Linked DNA regions of Zea mays: all the other regions are linked to region 2. The links are chromatin contacts, called in public Hi-C maps. All regions are on one chromosome and are shown on one strand. Each heading gives the region's core, a stretch centred on a gene start, on an enhancer-like site or on the middle of the called end of the contact. The rest is flanking DNA. Distances are from core to core; before and after follow the strand shown.

What was found. Hi-C and Micro-C count contacts between places; a contact is called where the count stands out from the background.
Region 1: a Hi-C map of endosperm shows a contact between it and region 2, with 6 times the contacts expected there. The contact joins the promoter of LOC100272531 here to the promoter of LOC100501507 in region 2. A contact is called at or near these places in 4 of 25 Hi-C or Micro-C datasets (bundle sheath, ear, endosperm and 1 more).
Region 3: a Hi-C map of bundle sheath shows a contact between it and region 2, with 3 times the contacts expected there. The contact joins the promoter of LOC103651210 here to the promoter of LOC100501507 in region 2. A contact is called at or near these places in 3 of 25 Hi-C or Micro-C datasets (bundle sheath, endosperm and leaf).
Region 4: a contact with region 2 is called in a Hi-C map of endosperm, with 5 times the contacts expected there. The contact joins the promoter of LOC100383186 here to the promoter of LOC100501507 in region 2. A contact is called at or near these places in 6 of 25 Hi-C or Micro-C datasets (bundle sheath, ear, endosperm and 2 more).

Annotation. Positions count from the first base shown.
Region 1 is chr3:203,167,831-203,171,307 of Zm-B73-REFERENCE-NAM-5.0, reverse strand. It overlaps LOC100272531, which reads left to right and starts at 1,787. Exons shown (of 3, transcript NM_001147000.2): 1 at 1,787-3,477. The coding sequence starts at 2,034.
Region 2 is chr3:203,397,438-203,401,138 of Zm-B73-REFERENCE-NAM-5.0, reverse strand. LOC100501507 (probable WRKY transcription factor 65) reads left to right here and starts at 2,069. Exons shown (of 3, transcript XM_008676828.4): 1 at 2,069-2,688; 2 at 2,874-3,026; 3 at 3,165-3,701. The coding sequence starts at 2,516.
Region 3 is chr3:203,538,397-203,541,784 of Zm-B73-REFERENCE-NAM-5.0, reverse strand. It overlaps LOC103651210 (receptor-like protein 51), which reads left to right and starts at 1,688. Exons shown (of 1, transcript XM_008676829.4): 1 at 1,688-3,388. The coding sequence starts at 2,069. The coding sequence ends at 3,313.
Region 4 is chr3:203,213,375-203,217,046 of Zm-B73-REFERENCE-NAM-5.0, reverse strand. LOC100383186 reads right to left here and starts at 1,829. Exons shown (of 1, transcript NM_001175849.1): 1 at 304-1,829. The coding sequence starts at 1,762. The coding sequence ends at 746.

The DNA.
Region 1 (3,477 bases), core at 538-3,037, 230 kb after region 2:
CTCATTGCCCTTCACCACAGGCGGTGTTAATTAGAGATAGTTAATGATAGCACCAATACGCTGACTCAGCACATCGTAGATTTTTTGCGCCAATATGAGGTATGTCTTCTCAATGACCAGGAGAAAATCCGAGTAGCTTGGTATGCAAAGCGAATATGTTCGGCGTAGATCAACACCAGGTGGACTGATTTAAGATTGAGTCCAGACCGACAAAACAGGCGACGATCGGTGACATAGAATTTTTCATAAGTTTAGTACCAGAGTAGGCTTTGGCGCGATCCCTTCCTCTCATCCTGATTAGAGCTTCCTTCAATTAACTAATGCATGCATGCGCTGGCTGGTAGCATGCTTGATTTCCGCCCAAGCATGTGTATGATCGTATCAGCCACTCCTGTTGCCTTGGTCGATGATTGATACTTGAGCCCCCCCTGCTGACGTCAGGTAGCAACAAATTCTTGTAGACAGATTTTATCAGTCGACGAATCTGATAGCTACTTGAACTCCATGATAATAGAATCAATTCTTTTCCAATCTGTATGCCGAGCGATCAGTGCGCTTAGTTCCAAAACAGTCGGATCGGATTTGGTGAATTATTCCAGCAGGATCATCCATCTGACGAACAGGTCGCAGACGACTGTTAAGATGTCTTCGTGAGATACTAGCAATTGGATAACAGGATAGATGATCTGTTGTACACGTTTTGAAGTCTTGCGCCTCCTAGATGACCAAATCGACGAATTGCAAACAGAGCCGTAGTGATGCCACGGTCGAGCAGATCTGAGTTAGAGATCAGATACGCTCCAATCTCGAACTTGAAATTGTTGTTGAAGATGACGACCATTGAACTGTCGTAGATCGACATCGAACCTCTAACGCGTCAGCTGTCGATGTTTGTGACCCTCCCGCGCACCATGGGGTTACCCACGTGCTTTTGGGTAGGACGTCAATGTCACGACAAAAACACAACGAATTATACATGTTTGGGTCGCGAGATGCGTAATACCCTATATCATATTTTGCTTTGATATCTGGAGCTTACAATGACTCAATGAGGGCTAGGGTTTGTATGTTTGATGAGAGAGACCGGGGGGAGGGGTGTGTGTATGAAATCACATTCCTTGGAGGAAGATCCCTCACTTGCTTTATATAGTCTGGCATGGCTTGGGTTACAAGTCCGTTTCCTTCTATATCTCCTAGATGGTTTAGATTACAATAGAGTGCTTGTATTGTGCGCTAAGTTTATTCAGCCAGTCAACCCATATAGAGAATACGTCTCATTTGGATCGAGAGTCTCATTTGGATCAAGAGGATATCCACCCCCACAACCTTAAATGACGGTAGAACGTCAAAAAATAGTACATCAAAGGGATTATAGAATTGTCTTGAGACTATAAAAATAATGCGTTCCCAAACATGACTAAATTTGCCAACACTTCTTGAACGAGCCCCAATGCCATTGGAACCATCAGCCCCTCAGAGCGATCACAGCCATTGATCATACCGGTGCGGCCAAAAATGCTCGTATCTGTATCGTCCAAGGGCCCCTACATGCCTACAGATGAAGGTGGGTCGCATGACGCCAGCTGGCATGGGGGGAGCGCAACCTTATCCTCTTTTCACGAGGCATCTCGTGCCTAGGCGCGGTCCAAGGAGCCCTAACACACCGACAAACCAAAGGGTCCATATATCAGTGATTAGTGGTCCAGGAGAGGCCTCACGCGCCGAGCGCCCGAGCCCAACACACCCGTGGAATATACGGGCGAGTCTCTGCCTTCACCCCCTCCCCGACCTCTCGCCTCCCTCTCTGGTCGCGTACCCATTCCGAATTGGCCAACCCACAGGCCACACCACCTCCCTCTCTCTCGAGCCGCCGCCATCAGATCAGATCAAAGAGGAACACCCAACCCCCCTCCCCCCACCCCCCAAGAGTTTGGTGACAATCTCGGTCCTGCTGATCCGAAGGGGTAGCCGGGCCGGCTAGGGCGTGCTCACATCTCGCGGCGAAGCTTTTCTCTCCGCTCGGTGTTTCAGCCATGATGTCGCGGTCGTATACCAACCTGCTCGACCTCGCGGAGGGCAACTTCGCGGCGCTGGGCCCGGCCGGCGGCAGCGGGCGGCAGAGACATGGGTCGTTCGGGCTGCGGCGGATGTCGCGGGTGATGACGGTGCCGGGGACGCTGTCGGAGCTCGACGGCGAGGACGAGTCGGAGCCGGCCGCGACCAGCAGCGTCGCCTCCGACGTGCCCTCGTCGGTGGCGGTGGACCGCCTCATAGTGGTCTCGAATCAGTTGCCCATCGTCGCGCGCCGCAGGCCCGACGGCCGAGGGTGGTCCTTCTCGTGGGACGGCGACTCGCTCCTACTCCAGCTCCGCGACGGCATTCCCGACGAGATGGAGGTGCTCTTCGTCGGATCGCTCCGCGCCGACGTCCCCGCAGCCGAGCAGGACGAGGTGTCGCAGACGCTGCTCGACCGATTCCGCTGCGCGCCGGTGTTCCTCCCTGACCACCTCAACGACCGGTTCTACCACGGCTTCTGCAAGCGCCAGCTCTGGCCTCTGTTCCACTACATGCTCCCCTTCTCATCGCCCGCTTCCGCGTCCGCCGCCGCTACCTCTTCCTCCGTCGCCACTTCGTCACCCGGCAACGGTCGCTTCGACCGCAGCGCTTGGGAGGCGTACGTGCTCGCCAACAAGTTCTTCTTCGAGAAGGTCGTGGAGGTAATCAACCCGGAGGATGACTACGTCTGGGTTCACGACTACCATCTCCTGGCGCTGCCTACCTTTCTCCGCCGCCGCTTCAACCGCCTCCGCATCGGATTCTTCCTCCACAGCCCCTTCCCCTCGTCCGAGATCTACCGCACCCTCCCTGTTCGCGACGAGATACTGAAGGCGCTGCTCAATTGTGACCTCATTGGGTTCCACACTTTTGATTACGCCAGGCACTTCCTCTCGTGCTGCAGTAGGATGCTGGGAATTGAATACCAGTCAAAGCGTGGGCACATTGGATTGGATTACTTTGGCCGCACTGTAGGGATCAAGATCATGCCAGTGGGAGTTCATATGGGTCAGTTGGAGTCGGGTCTGCGCTTGCCTGATAGGGAGTGGAGGCTTTCTGAGCTTCAACAGCAGTTTCAGGGCAAAACTGTCTTGCTTGGTGTGGATGATATGGATATCTTTAAGGGGATCAATTTGAAGCTTCTTGCATTTGAGAACATGTTGAGAACACATCCCAAGTGGCAGGGGAGAGCAGTGTTAGTGCAGATTGCTAACCCAGCCCGTGGAAGGGGTAAGGATCTGGAAGCCATCCAGGCTGAGATTGAGGAGAGCTGCCAGAGGATCAATGGAGACTTTGGCCAGTCAGGGTATAGCCCTGTTGTTTTCATCGATCGTGATGTGTCAAGTGTCGAGAAGATTGCCTATTATACGATAGCGGAATGCGTGGTTGTGACTGCTGTGAGGGATGGGATGAACTTGACAC
Region 2 (3,701 bases), core at 820-3,319:
TCTGTTTATAAAAAATTTTAGCGCTAAAAATACGGTACAATATAATAGCAAAGAGCTAAAACTGGAAGGGACAAAATAACAATTTTTTCTTCGTGCCACCTTTTGCAAGTTTGTAACCTAGTAAAACTCAATATAACACAAGAAACTAGAAAAGATCGTACAAGTGGTTTTCTACAACTTTTGGTCGAAAATTATCGAGCTGTCACCGTCTAGTACACAAAACATTGTCTTGTCGGAGATTCGTTGGCTGCTTCCCAAAGCCCTTCCTGGTGCCTACTGCCCCTGCGGCCTGCCCGTGCGCCCTCTGGCTCTGGTGAAAGGAAGCTCGCCGAGCCTCCTAGCTCACACGTCATCTAAAAAATTAGGTTATGAAACAGTCTCAACTTCTACATTTTCACAAAGCCAAAACCAAAATCTCATAAATGGCCTTATATCGAATACTGAAAAAGGATCTTCGTTGGAACTCGTTTTTTTACTATTGGATTGTCCATGTCATCCTATGGAATTTGCAACAAGCGCAAATAATAGTTTTTTGTCGACTTTCCATGTCATTTCTTAGCACATGAGATGCTCCCTACGTCCTAAAATAAATTCGTTTTATCTTTTTAGATGATTTATATAATAATTAATGTATTTGTTTTGTATATGTGTCTAGATTTATCATCATCTATTATCTATTTAAACACAGATATAAAAGTTAAGAACTAAAACGACTACTATTTTAAATCGGGGGACATATTATATTCTAGCTCACGATCGAATCAATTCTCGTGTGCAAGAATAGTTTCCAATGGATGCTGCGACATCTTTTACGAAAGCAGAAAAAATAGTTTTACGTTGTAAACCGCCTCTACACTACAGATAAATCTTCAAAGGCGGCTTAAGCCTCTCACGGTGGTAGTGAAGACAGTATAACTGATAGTATAAGTTTTTATTGGTATATATTCTTATTACGACAAAATAGGTAAAAGAACTGAGGAATGTAAATATATGCGTCGTTTGTTCCCTGTTATTTCATCTGTTATTGAAAAATAAACTAGCGGATGATAAACATGTGAGAACGGAGCTAGTAGAGCTAGTAGTACGTAAACAAGAGTATATCAATATTGCAATGTCCATATCGAGATCGGTAGCATCATTTGGTGTCAGACAACAGATAATTAAAACCAGAGCTGCGTACAGGTCGATAGCAGCCAAGACAGTAGTATAATACTAGCATGAGACTGCTGGCTTATTAAAAAGTATTCCCAGCATTAGTATAGTCTTGTAGCGATGCCGATGCACATGGACCATTAATGAAAACGAAGAACCCAGCTAGCTCTGGCACGTCCAACTTGGCTGTACACGCTCTCTCCTACGGAGGAGAGGCCGGCTTCTTTTAGTCCTGCTCCCACGTGTAGCTGCCGTAGTTTGGACGATTACACGCGAGGGATCTAGCCCGTTTTTCTCCCATGTACATGCAGTATTCTAATTCTAATCGGCGCGTACGTACACCGGAACAAGGGGCTGCTGGACACTGGGAACCAACGTCAGAAATGTGTATCTTGCATATATTTGCTCACAAGCTGTACCTGTTCTGTTCTTTCCTTCCGAGCTCCAAAGAAACGCGCCTCGCAAAGCAGCTTCCGTGTCACGGGCCAGGGTTGCACGCAGGCACAGGCTGCACACAGCCCATGCACGTACCGTACATATATACATACATACATACATACACGGATACACCGTATCTGGACATGGAGCACGCGTATGGCGTATCCACACGATACATACATGCATGCACGAAAGTGCGTGTGCACGGACGGATGGAGCAAGAGCATGAGCACAGCAGAACAAATGGACAATGTCCATGATTGGTTGCCGGAGTGGTTAGGGCGGCGGTCGCGATCGCAGCCTCCGATAGATTAAGTAATCACGGCTCCTCCGCGCACGGCCTGGTCCCGAGCACGTCGCTCTCCTCTTCCGAGACGCAACAACAGCGACGGGGAGAGATCCAATCCAGAGCGAACAGAGCAGACGAGCAAGGCGCCAAAAACTAACAAAAAAAATCGCTTCGCTTCGCGTACGCGCACGCACTCACGCCTGCAGGCCGCCTGCCGTCGGTATGGATATCGCTCGCCCTGCTCACCCCGGTGCTCCCCCGATGACACAAGCATCGTTCCCATAAAATATAAAAAAGGCGCCCACTAGCGCACGCACCCGCATAAACAGACACCAGGCACGCCGCGCATCGCAAGCGAGCGACACAAGAGAGCGCCCATCATCTGTGCCCTGTGCGCCACCATCTCGCCCGCCTTCAATCCCCTCCATCATTCGTTCCAACAGCCCCGCTTTCTCCACCATCAGTGCGAAAAAATTTATGCGCGCTTTGGGAAAGCGCGAGCTCGTTTTGCTTTGAAGCTGCCTCCGCCTTTTTATCCGTCCGGGCCGGGGCTGTGGGCTCCGCCTCCGCCTCCGTGTACTCCGGCCGGGCGTGGTCACCGAGGGAGCAGCGGCGAGAGAGGGGGGGATCTGATCGATGTCGTCGGCCGAGGACGGGTACTGCAGCTCGGATTCGCCGCGGGCGGAATCCCCCGACGAGCCGCAGGCGGGGGCGGACGCGGAGTCGCCGCGCGCCGGGGCCGGGCTGAACAAGCGCGAGCGCGACCTCCCCGCCTCGCCGTCGTCGCCGCTGCCGCCAGCTAAGCGCAGGTACGGACGGGGTCCATGTGTCGCGTCGCGTCTCGCGTGCCCGCACGTAGAGCACCACCGAGTGTTTTGCGCGGTGCGCGCCCGTGACCTGCTTGCTGTCTGCTGCTGCGGCGCTGGTACGGGAGTCTGGAAACCAGAGCTACGAAGATGGCTAACTCGGCTCTTGTCTATTTCTGTGCGAGCAGCCGGAGATCGGTGGAGAAGCGGGTTGTGTCGGTGCCGCTGGCCGAGTGCGGGGACCGGCCCAGAGGGGCCAGCGGGGAGGGGCCGCCGCCGTCGGACTCGTGGGCGTGGCGCAAGTATGGGCAGAAGCCCATCAAGGGCTCCCCCTACCCACGGTACGTACGTACTCCTCCTATGCAGCTGCTGCTTCTGCTGAACCTATTAATCAGCATCTGCATGCAAACTGTTGCTGCCGATTAGCACCAGTCTGTCTGATGATAAACCTGCTTCGCGCTTCTGTGTGTCATGTGCAGGGGTTACTACCGCTGCAGCAGCTCCAAGGGGTGCCCAGCGAGGAAGCAGGTGGAGCGCAGCCACGCGGACCCCACCGCGCTGCTCGTCACCTACACCTTCGAGCACAATCACGAGGCGCCGCAGCCCAAGACCAGCGGCGGCAGCTGCTGCCACCAGCAAGGCAAGCCGTCCGCGCGGCCGCCGGCGCCGAAGCCTGAGCCGTCCGTGGTCCTGGTCCAGCGGGATGAGCTCGGCCCGGAGCACGAGCTGGTAGAAACAGAGGTGCCGGAGCAGGAGCAGGAGACGGAGCCAGAAGAGGAGCACGAGCCGGCGGAAGAGGGCGTCCCATGTCTGGCCGGTCCGGAAGCGGCAGCAACCTTAACGGTGGCGCCGGCGGCCGAGGAGGACGAAAGCTTCGACTTTGGGTGGTTCGACCAGTACCCGACGTGGCACCGGTCGGCGCTGTACGCCCCTCTGCTGCCGCCGGAGGAGTGGGAGCGGGAGCTGCAGGGGGAGGACGCCCTGTTTGCGGGGCTCGGCGAGCTGCCCGAGTGCGC
Region 3 (3,388 bases), core at 439-2,938, 140 kb before region 2:
GCTCCACCTACAGTCCTACACTACATCCAAAAAAAAAACGAAATGTGACTATTCTAATTCAATTCTTGTTGACCGAATGCTTCATGGTACTAGCATGAATATGCATCTGATCTACGGCCTCTCTCTATCTTGTCAACTACAGGGATAGAAGCAAAGGGCTACTGCTGATCAGTAGTTTTTTTTAAGGGAAGCAATTTTTTCTTGTCTGGTTGGTGGTCCTTCTTACGTTTTAATGTCACTATGTGTTAGTTTAGGCTATTCTGTCAGCTGGTATCCCCAGCGTGCTCGCCGGCGATATTTGATTGTTGAACCTTTATATGTTTTCTAATAATCAGAGAAGTTTATCAGTTTAAAAAAATATCATGTGTATATTTCTTAAGGTGTGCACCATGATACAAGTGGCGCTAGATTCACACCTGACTACCTACATCACCATCCATGTTTTCGGGACAAGAAAACCGTGGTTGTTTGCACCAAAAGTTGTGATCCCGTCACAAACCGCTCTTACAAATCCGACCGTTAGAGAATAGCCCATTCTGAGAGCTACGGTGTCGTTGAAAATATAACCCACGAAGGGGAAATGAATTCTTTTTCTTGAACAACATCATTTCTACCTAGCCGAATAAACGACACATTGTGGTCGCTTCTAATTAACAAAGGTAAAGACCTCCAGTCCCTGTCCCAGCCCTAGAGCTAGCCAACTACCAAACATGTGATTTATGTCATTAGACTGAGTTTCTCCTATGACCAAGAAGAGGACGTTCCAAACAAATCTAGCCAGACGGCACTTGATCGTTAATAGTTTCGTTCATATGATAAAAATAATAAGATAAATCTCCATGTCAATTATGATACTTTAAGAGAACTTGTGAGAGTAATTGAGGTCCAAACACTATATATATATGAATCAACGATAATAGAATGCCTACCTAGAGAACAGTTCTATCTAAAATTTATGGTAAAAACTGATTTATAATTATGAGATCCAAACAAGGTGTTGTTTGGTTCACGAAATGTAATGTAAATGATAATGATATCGAGTCACACTCAAGTGCTAGTTTGAATAGGCTTATATTAGTTCCAAGTATAATATCTAATTATGGTTGGACCTAAATAAACATGATCTAACATTATTAGTTATTTATCACATTATAAATATGTGAACAAAACGAAACCTTAAAGTACTTCATGACAGATCTAGCGATGCTCTTTTCACCTTACCTACTCTAAAACATTATTAAGGAATTGAATAAATACCGTTCCCGTTGAGCAAAAAGTCAATAGTGCATGCCTTAAATAAAAAAAACAAAGGGAGTGTTGCAGAACACCCTTTATTTTGCAGCTACACACGCGTTTCGGCGTTTGAATCTCCTTCAGCTCAATCGCGCTAGCAACCTAGCATTGTGAGTTGTGAGAAGACCAAATGTTTTTGGGCCGCTTATTAGAATGGAGTTGGTTTGGGCCGCTGGGGACCGCAGAAGCGCCCAGCCTGAGAGAGCGGCAGGTCCCCAGCCCGACTCGCAGGCGCAGCGCGATTTGTCACGGGCGCGCTCAGCTCCAGTTCGCACTTCGCAGTGCGCGGCGTCGCGGTGGAGCGCCAAAACCTGAGCGCGGCACAGAGGCCAGAGCTGGTACGCGCACCATCCCCATGTTTGAGCGGCCAGGCCCAGACCACTACCGGTCCCGTCTTTCCACAGCGGTCAATAGGACGCAGTGGTAGCATGAGATAGGCACACAGGGACTGCACGGATACCCAGGCACGCTGCCTCTGCTGCAGTCACAGGCGGCCTCTGCGCGCCCCGGCGCAAGCACACTGCCCTCGAAAGCAACCGTGCCATGCCGTCCCCCGTCCCCCAATACACAGCCGGCGAGCCCTGCCCATCTGTCAATCCGCGCCCATCCGACGGTGGAGAGCAGCTCTCCGGCCCCTGCCTTCCTCGCGGGTCGCGGCTTTGAAGAAAGCTTTCTCCGTTTCTCCGGTTTCCACGCGCGCTCTCGGTCTCGGCTCTCGCTTCGCCAATCGCCACTGGGGAGTGCGTGCCTGCTCTAGTGCTCTGCGTCCACGGGCATGGACGCCGCTGCCCTCTTCTTCTCTCACCTCCTCCCCATCGTCGTCGTCGCGGCCATCGCGGGCGCGGCGCCACTGGACCCGCAGCAGCTGCTGGCGCTGCGCGCGCTCGGCCTGGGCGCGCACCCGCGCGCCGACCCCTGCGGCGCGGCCGCCGTTGTGGCCGCCGTGAACGCTTCCTGCGACGCGGGGGAGCCCTTCCGGCGTGTCACGTCGCTCGCCCTCACAAACTGCTCCGACACCACCTCCGTCTCGGCGGCGGCGCTCGAGGCGCTCGCGCCGTCACTCCGGGCGCTGGCGTTCTCCGACTGCCCGGCCGCGCCGCCGCGAGCTCTGCCCCCGGAGCAGCTGGCGTCCGGGCTCCGGGCATTCTCCTGCACCGCCTCGCTCCACCGCCTCTCCGCCGTGTGGCTCTCCCACCTCACCAATCTCACGGAGCTCGCCGTCGCGGACACGCCCCTCGCCACGGGCTCCCCCACTGAGCTCGCAGTCGTCGTCTCCCACATGGAGCACCTCACCCGGCTCACCGTCTCCAACGCCAACCTCTCTGGCTTCCTCCCGCACCACTGGCATTGCCCCAACCTCACCCACCTCGACCTGTCTGGCAACCGCATCACCGGCGCCATCCCGGATACCCTGACGCTCCTCGCCGGCATCACCCACATCAACCTCAGCTCCAACGCTCTCGATGGGCCCATCCCCACCTCCATCGGCGATCTCATCTCGCTCACCGCCCTGGACCTGTCCAATAACAGACTCTCCGGCGGCATCCCCGACACGCTCTCTACGCTGCCGGAGCTGGAGGTGCTCGACTTGGGCTCCAACCGGCTCAACGGCAGCATACCGCCGTTCCTGGCCGAGATGCATGGGCTGAGGGAGCTCAACCTCGAGAACAACGACTTCGACGGCATGGTTCCGTTCACCGCCAAGTTCCTGTCCAGGCTGCGCGTGTTCAGGGCCGCCGGGAACGGCAAGCTGTGCTACAACCGGTCCGTGCTGCCCGCTGAGCTCGCCATGAGCGTGGCTCCGTGCGACAAGTACGGGTTCCCGGTGCTGCCGCCCCCGGCCACGGCGCGGTCGGAGCGAAGCGCGGACTACGACGACGGCGGCGGGGACGGAGAGGCGGACGGCGGCGCCGACACGAGGGGTGGGCCCAGCGCCACGGTGCTCGGGGTGGCCATCGGGCTATCCTGCCTGGCGTTCCTTATCATCTTGCTCGTTTGCATCTGCAAGGTGTGCCGCTGAGGCCCGGCGCTGCCTCTGTTGCATGTCTTTTTGCTGAGTTCGTTAATCAGTTCTGCTGTTGCCCATTGGGATTGG
Region 4 (3,672 bases), core at 580-3,079, 180 kb after region 2:
ACAATGATTTGAATCCTTGTTTATGTATAGTTTTAGCTTTTTTTTACCGTGTGACTGTAGAAGTAGACTGGATAAATCTGTCGCCGTCCGTTTCCTATCCTGAACAATTTGCGAGTTCAGGACTTCACGCACAGCCCTATGAGTTGCGTGTCCTTCCTTACGTCCACAATATAAAACAACAAACGAACAAAAACGAAAACAGTGAAAGGAGAAAAAAGAACCTGGAAAACTGTGAGGCCTGGTGCCTCTGGCCACATCAACTGTTCACACTTTCAAACAAAAGCCGGAAGTCGGCAGCTATTTGAACTCTAGAAACTGGAGATCTTGGAATCTTTTGCATGCGATACATGCCGCCAAATTACAGGACTGGAGCATACGGTTCCAAGTGCATGAAACGAGTAGCGTTATTTTTGTCCCTTTCATGCATTTCACTACCTGAAGCTGGGCTGACAAACACACAATACTCAAGACTCAAGAAGCACGCAATACTGCAGTGCGCGCACGCCCGCAAACAACAGAGCACCTCAAAAGCGAGGGCGGGTACGCCCTCACAGCAACAGGCCACAGCTTTTCCGCGGCCACGCGTGAAAAGGCCACGTCGGCACGTAGGCCCAGAAAAATAACGCGTGGAAATCAGCGTCCACGTCGGCTCCGGACACGCCATGATGGATGCCGACGCCCGCAGGGGTGCGGTGCGGATTCCGAGCCGGTTGGTGGTCTGGTAGCACGGCAGCAGCCAGCAGGCTCAGCCGCTCAGGTGCGCAGTGCGCTGCGGCGGGGCGGTGGCAGTGGCACGGGAGGCGTTGTTGAGCTCGAACCAGACCTGCCGGAAGACCTTGACGATGCAGTCGTGGTGCTCGTCGGCGTTGAGCGACAGGTAGCACGCCAGCAGCGTCTCCAGCTCGTCGGGACGCCCCACCATGCGCTTGCTCGCGATCATCTCCACCATGGACGCCCGGAACGCGCGATGCGGGTCCCGCGTCCGCCGCACCACCGCGAACCGCTCCAGCTCCGACACCGCCGCGGCAGGCGGCCTAGGCGAGCGCACACGCACCGTGGCCTTCGCCGAGGAGAACGACCGCCGCCCGCTGACGGCGCGCCGGCGCCGGCGCCGGCGGTTCCGTGCCGTCGTCCGCTTCTCCTCGTCCGTGTCGGAATCGGAAGGCAGTGGGGGCAGCGTCGGCGTCAGCGTCCGCACCGGCGCCGGTGTCGGCGGCGCCGCCTTCGGGTTCGGGGAGAGGGAGACGAGGTGGCCGAGGTGAGGAAGGTCGCGGTCGCCACCGACCGAGTAGTGGCGACGACTGTGGTACAGCTGCCGCGCGGTCGCGGTCGCGGCCTCGGTCCTGGCGTCATCGTTGCCCACCGAGCGGCGGCGCGGGGCGATGCCTGCCACCGTGTCCCCGCCGGTAGCGTCGTCGCGACGGCAAGGGACAATGCCGGCTGCCTCTGCGTCGGCGGCGGATGATGACGAAGAGGCCAGGCTCAGGCTGCTTCGCGACGCCGACGCGGTGCTGGGGCTGGCGGGCTTGTGGAAGCAGGACGGGAATGCGGTGGCGGCCTGAGCCGTGTTCTTCGCCGCGGACGACGTCGCATGCACGACCTTGGTAGCGGGCACGCCGTTCCTGGCCGTGAGCTTGGCAAGCCATGCCAGGGGCAAGAAGGACGAGAAGCTGGCCTTGCTCTTCCCCTTGCTCTCTTGCTCCAGTGGTTGCAGGGATTCCTTGTGCCGTTGCTTACAGCTGCTTCTAAGTCCCCACCTCATGGCTGCGCGGCCGGGCAACAACTGGGGTTCTTGACGAGTTGGCGTTTCGTAGCTTGGGCGCTTTGGCTGGCTCTTCACCTTGGAGGCTGCAGGGCAGTGTTTGAGAGGGGCTGGGATTTTAAAGTGGGAGGTTTTTGGCGGGCTCAAGGCTCATGGGGAATGTGAGGTGGTTGGTGTGGCCGTGAGCCGTCTGGGTGCTATCGGAGATTTGCAACTTTCCGTAGAACAAAACGAAAGAAAGAGATTTGCAACGCAACTTGAGTTTTGAACTGTGAAGTGGTGAGAGCTTTCTGCCACGCCACAAGAAGTAGGGGCGAAAGTGCCTGTTTCACTTTTTTTCTTTCTCGGCGCTTCTTTCTCGTGCATGCGTGCTCCTGGGCTATGGCTGATTGATTTCCGTGATTGATGCCAGTGATTTTGAAGCCCTCTGGGCAGGAAAGGAGTACAAGTGTAACAGCGTGCTGCTACTATCTCTCGCTGTTTTTTCTTCTTCTTTTTTTCTAATAGGGGGGCCATGCAGATTAAAGAACAAGTGCCGGTCGTACCGCACTGCAGCCTTGCAGGAGTATGTGCAGTGCCTGCCGGAACATGGGCCCGAGCGAGTGTGCGGGCGGATTCTGTGCTTACCAAGATCTTGGACATCGTCCCACCTAATATCAGATCAGGAGATTGGCTGTGCATGGCTGGCACTAGTTCAACTGCTTAAGATCCGGTGTGACCCGCCCGACAGACCTTTGCGTGCGTGCGTGCGTGCGTGCGCCTGCGGCCTGCGCGCATGGATTTCGCTAGGGCCATCTTTGCGTGCACGCTCCTCCAATTGCTGGTCGTGGCACTGGCACACAACGACAGACACACAAAGCACCTCCAACGAGCAACCTCACACACACACACACCCCATGGCCCATGGACCATGCATGCACACACAAAAACACCGCCACGCGCCATGCGTTTCTTCTTCTCATCCCGGAGGCGGAGGAGCTCGCGCCACCCACCGACAGACAGTCGCACAGAAGTGCAGAAGCAGCGCGCGAGTGGCAGTGGCAGACACGCGCAGCGCAGATTGGGAAATTCGGACATGTCTGCTCCCGGCTACTGTTCCCGTTATTTCTCGCTGCGCCGCCTCTGCTGGTGCGCAGCAGCGAAGCCGAAGCGAGCACCGCCTGGCCTCGCGGCTTCATTGTTTGAATCGAACGGCGTCCGGGCGTCCTGCCACCCGGCGCCTTTTCCAGTTTTCTGACCGGCGACACGACGGCGGTCCATGGTAATAGTAAAGGAGTAAAAAGTAAAAAAAAAAACCGATGGTCCTGAGCAGATGCGGCGATGCGACAAACTTCTGGGGACGGTAAGCAGTAAAAAAGACTGATCGAGGTCCGCCTGCGTGCTTCTAAAAGCTTCTGATGCGCGCGGCACGCTGTTTCTGTGAATGAAGTATTCACAACTAATGCTTGTGTTGCGGAGGTCGCATTACTGTCTCACAATGCTACAAGCCTACTACAGAGGTTTCCGCTTTCCAGTACGCGTGGTCTGCTTGGCGTCGGTCGGACGAGGCGAGGTCTAGTACACCTTTGGTTCAAGCTACATGCCCAGCGCAGCGCTTACACATGACACGGCTCTGTTCTGTGGCACCCGGGCATGCAATGCAGTGCAGGTCAGTCAGCTGGTCCATGGCTCCATGCATCCCAAAAGGCAAGCTCTTCTGATAGCAACGTCTTTAATTCATCCATTCATCAGACACATGCCGCCAGGGCAGTCGATTCATCATCGGCGGTCTCGTACTCTCGTCCATGTGCATGTGCTCGGTCGTCTCCGTTCAAAAAATCGCCGTCTCCCTTTTTGTTGTCCTTTTTTTTCCTGCCGTAGCAAAGCTGTAGGCTCACTTTTAGCCATGCAATGCAGCGTGCCTCAAGAAT